Regions from separate parts of the Athene noctua genome. Here region 2 is linked to region 1. Evidence: chromatin contacts called from public Hi-C data. All regions are on one chromosome and are shown on one strand. The core of a region is the stretch at or near the end of the contact, and the rest is flanking DNA. Distances in the headings are between cores, read along the strand shown.

Region 1 (2,551 bases), core at 15-2,514:
TGAATCCCCATCCCCCATCCACACAGCCCCTATTATCCCAGGAGGAAAATCAGTCTCATTGCACATCTACTCAAGCATACATTTCCCCCTTTTCGTGAAGGAAGTTGGAAGAGGCATGTAAATCAACACAGCAAGATGACAGCCAAGTTAATTATGTTCTATTCATACTATTTGCCCCTCCACAGATAAATTTCTAAAATTTTTTACCATATCAATAACGAAGTTATTCAGAAATTACTATTTCATAGGTGCAACAAAAGTCAGTTTAAGAAAAAGGGAGAAACAGATGAAGTAACTCATTTTGTTAACTTAAACCTCAATAAATCCTCAATACAGAAAAGCAAACGTGCACAGTGTCCTTTTCTCCTCAAGAAGAGCGCCTGATTATTTTTTTTTTTTATTTGCCCAGTGCAGCCAGACAAGCTAGTTACAGAAAATTCGGGTCATAAGTAACACACGCATAACAACGCACTAGGCAGAAGTTACACTTTGACAGCAATATCTTATACAGCAGCCATCAGACTGGTGTAAGAAACACGACTGACGGATCCTATTGACAGGCATCTGCAGCAAGCTGAAAAAATAAAATCTGTTAGAGATACACTGTCAGGGGAAAGAAGTCATTTTTTGTTTCAAACCAAGTATGACCTGACAGCACCTTTTCAATCCCATTAAAAGTAAGCAGCACTTACTGAAGTTGATACTTACTGAAGTCCATACTTACTGGCTCTAACCCTGATGGGAGAAGGCAGCTTAGATGTCAGCCTCTGGATGAGGCCCCTACAAGCACACTATGTCTTCCAGCATATTTCTATTAGGAGAGAGCTGGAACAGGCCAAGAGAACCAGGGCAACCAATGTCATGGGGAAAGAGAGAATGCTGAGTTTATAACACCAACTGGAGTTTGGCCAAGGAAGAAAAATGGCCAGGGAAGAAGAGTGTACAGAACAGTCCCAACTTCATTTTGCATGGCCATGTATCTGCTGAGGCTTCCACAGAAGGGGCTATCTTCTACATCCCCATTCCTCACATCAAGCCTCCAAGCTTCCTTCCTCACAAGATATACACTCTTTAGGAAATGCAATACTCCCTAAATTTACCCAAGTATTTTCATTCTGTCTGTCCATCTCACTAGCCTTCACCCACCCGTGTCTGCTCATCTCCCTCTGACCCCACCTGCACACTGCTTTCACCCTTCCCATGCTCTGCACCTCCCATTTTTCCCTTCACCAATACTGCACCTTGGTGGGGGCTCTCTGGCCTCCATGGTGGCACTGGTGTCGTTTTCCACGGCTGGGCTTTGGTGGATGCCTCCTGGTAGCCTTGGGTCCGTACTGGCTATAAAGTTAACGCTCTTCTTCCACTAGCAAGTCTCTCCTATCAAGGGCTTCTAAGTCGCCACTTGTCTTCCCAATGCAGCAACCCCTACACGGGTAAGCTCACTGCTCTCCTCTCCTAGACACCTCAGCAGGCACCCAGGTCTGAGACTAAAACCTAAGTGCCTGTGACAAGCAGCCGAAGAGGAGGAGCCACTACCAACACATGATGAGCACGTGTGGAGAGCCACTGGTGGCCAGGGGACCTACTTTGAGCCCTGCTGATCTAGAAAAACCTGATGGGCTGGGTTTCTTTACAGATGAAGGCTCCAGTTCCCAAGTTGACTTGTACATGTTGCCCCCCAACAGTAATTTTCTAGAATGTGAGCACAAGTCATTCTTCTGAAGCAAAGGTTCAAAACACTGTATCACCTTATCTCAAAGAGCATTAGCAACTGAATCTACTTAACCCTTACAGACGGAGGAGTGGCCAAGGATTGCAGAGTTATTTTAATCATAAGATAAGTTTTCAATTAACCCTTTAGATCAAGCTTCATCAGCCAGCTCAAGTATGTATCTGCCTTTGTGCCCACACGGCTCTTCTCACAGTGGGATGCAGACAAGACCTATCTGGGCTGCAAACAAAACTTTTTTCTTCAGAACTTCTTGGCAGATTTCTGAACTTATGAAGAAGTGGATAGGATGGGCCAAGATGCAAAAAAAATGTTTCTAAAAGCTTCATACTAAACTGCTACAAAAGAATTTCCGTAAATTAAAAAAAAAAAAAAGCTACAGCCTTTTGGCAGTAGTCGGTTTTTGGCCTCCTGTGATTGCAAATTTCTTACACGTATACGCAAGGCGATTACCATCTCCTGACTGCAGACATCATGCACATGGCAGGGATGAGCAGAGAATGAACTGTTTGTGTACATCATGACATTTGGATCCAGTATCTTTCCTTACAGCTTGGTATCAGATTACTCCAAAAGCAGAAACATTATCTAACATCCTAACCAAAAAATTTGCTTCATCTGGCATCCCATTTTGTCAGAGCTATTCACCCTCCCCTTTGATAACCTGTTCAGCTGAACGATCAGTGAGATATGAACGCTCAGCTTTCTGCAACACTCCTCACGTTGGCATTCTGGCATGTGAGGATGCAGTTACATTGCCACAGGCTGTAAATCAGCAAAACAACGCACACTTCCACGCGCATTTCTAACACGTTTCTCTCT
Region 2 (2,551 bases), core at 32-2,531, 250 kb before region 1:
CTGAAGATATCAGCTTGCTCATTCTAGGTTCACTGTACTCAATCAGTCATGCTCCCTGCAAAACCAAAAGGTACCCTGGTTTCCCGCTTCAGTCTCCCTGCAAGGGCTTCTGAACTCCAGCTTGTCTCTGGAGTGTTTTCTGTCACATGCATCCACAGAACAGGACACTGACAAAGTCAAATAAACCATTTAAGTAAGTAACTCTTTATCTTGTTCAGCAATGGAAAAGCTTCATGCAGGAGGATTCCCACACCCTTCCTTCATCTGCTTCAGGCAGATCATCAGATAAGTAGGCCCAAGTTCAGCAGTCTGCTGCTGTTAGGCTTGGAAGTTGTACTTCTTAGTGCATACCTTAAGAGAAAGTAGATTATTTGATACAGGTCTTAGTAATCAACATAAGCAAAAAACTGAAGATAAGAACCATGAGTGAGAAACATTTAAATCATTTATTGAGGACCACTGAAAGAAAAAGTCAAATGGAAGAAAGTAGCTGCAGACACATTATGCTATCTTCATATTATGCTAACACAAGCCCAGCCGTACTAATGCGCTGACTGAAACAAGCCCTCAGAGCACGCCGTGGAGCGGTGCTCTGATACGGCTATCAGTGTTTTCAGGGGCCCATTAGCACACAAAGGTTTCTGGAGGCAGAGCATGCTATCAAGGCTCGATACGGCTGGCTCAGCCACCTCTCCTACGAGCCTACCCAGCAAGGGCAGACACGCCTGCTCCCCATCCCAGGCAGCCCCGCGGAACAGCTTCATCCCCGCAGTCCTGCTCAACATACGACGCGTAAGGGACAAGACCGTGTACCGGGGGGGAGCCCAGGCAGGCGCCAGCCGCAGGCTGCTGACAGCCAGGCCGAGCACCAGGCCGCTCCGGGCCCGGCCCGGCCGCTGCTTCGGCTCCAGCCCCCTCCTGCCGGGCCCGCACAGGCCGCGCCGCCCCGCCGGCACCGCTGAGGCCACCAAGGCCCCGCGGCTTCCCCCCCACCTCCGCCAGGCCCCGCCGCGGCCTGCCCCCGGCCCGGCGCGGCCCGCTCACCGCGATGACGTTGACGAAGGTGGTCTTGCCCGAGTACTGCAGCCCCACCAGGGTGAGCTCCATCTCCTCCTTCCAGAAGAGCGAGCGGAACCAGTCCAGCAGCCGGGAGAGCAGCGCCAGCATGATGGCGGCGGCGGCGGGCGGGCCGGGGGCACTGGCAGGCTCAGCCCGGGGACAGGCTCCGGCGGCGGCGGCGGCTGTCGGACACCCGCGCGCTCCCACACGGCCCGGCTCGCCCCCGCGCCGCGGTCATATGACCCGCGCGGCGCACCAAGAGAGGCCGCGCCAGCGCCCTGCGCCCTGCGCCGCGCCGCAGCGCCCCCTGCCGGCAGCCGCCCGCGCCGCGCCCGGGGAGGACCGGCGGCGGCGGGGGGCGGGGAGGAGGCGGGGCCGCGCCGCGCGGGGCGGGGCGGGGCGGGGCGGCTGCCGGCAGCCCGCGGGCTCCGCCATCTTGGGTGGGTGACGGGTGTCGGCTCGCACCGCCTCCCCCTCGCCGTCTTGGGCAAGTGAGCGTCCTGGCCCCTCAGGGCTGCCTGGGCGCCAAGCCGCAGCCGTGTCGGACACCCCAACTCTGCAGCCCACTTCTCTGGCTCCCATCCCCATCCGCCTCCTCCACATGGTCCCACGGAGGTGCCCCAGCCACCTGCCAGGGCCCTCAGAGCCACCCTGCCACGCAGCAGGGGGGAAAGCAGGGCCCCACCGAGAATGTGTGGTGGGCCAAAGCTCCAATTACAAAGGAAATCGATTGGGGGGGCTTTTCTTAGTGCATCCTCTAGTTTGTTGGTCTCTTGGGCTGTCCACATGAGAGCTGCTCTTCTGTTCCCTGAACCACTGAGCTGCAGCCAGCCTGCAGGCGAATCCTGAGTTTGCAGAGGACTAGGGATTAAGTAATATTAGCCATAATATTTTCACAGGACAAATGCAGATTATTTTTTAAGTGAAATACCTCATAAAACCGTGCGCGTGCTCTTAGAACTAACAAAAACTACCAGTCAGCTCACATGACCTCGTTATTCTCAGTTATTCACACATAACCAGCCATTCTCTAGAAGTTTCTGCCAGGAACCCGTGCATTTTGCATGGACTTTTCAGATGATTTACTGTGGTCCTTGCTGCTGTTGCAGTCAGGTAACTGGTTATTTTCATTCCTGGCCAAATTGAGCCTAATTCTGTACAGTAAAGCAGGTGGAAATTAGAAATCCCCCAACTTTAAAGAACAGCAGAATGAGAACTCAAACCATTGCACACGCCTGCATGTTTTTTAGAAGGAACAGTGATCAGGGTAATACAGATTTACAAGCTCTAGGCATCTTCATTTACATAATAAATTCCACACCTTCCTTAAACATTTGTCCGCCAAGGATCCCAATATTTGTATCATTCACAAATGGTGTAGCTCCATCTCTCCAGGTAGTTAAGCGGTGACCTTGCAGTGTGAGGCCAAGGCAGGAGGGACATGAGCTGAGCAAATGAAGATGTAGCTGAAACAAAATCATGAGGGGTCTAC

The links. A called contact is a pair of places that touch in the nucleus more often than the background predicts.
Region 2: a contact with region 1 is called in a Hi-C map of heart, with 3 times the contacts expected there. The contact joins the promoter of ARL8B here to the promoter of ITPR1 in region 1. A contact is called at or near these places in 2 of 2 Hi-C or Micro-C datasets (heart and liver).

The regions. Positions count from the first base shown.
Region 1 is chr10:12,200,910-12,203,460 of bAthNoc1.hap1.1, reverse strand. It overlaps ITPR1 (inositol 1,4,5-trisphosphate receptor type 1), which reads right to left and starts at 1,264. Exons shown (of 62, transcript XM_074914301.1): 1 at 1,242-1,264.
Region 2 is chr10:12,447,232-12,449,782 of bAthNoc1.hap1.1, reverse strand. ARL8B (ARF like GTPase 8B) reads right to left here and starts at 1,281. Exons shown (of 7, transcript XM_074914020.1): 1 at 1,045-1,281. The coding sequence starts at 1,167.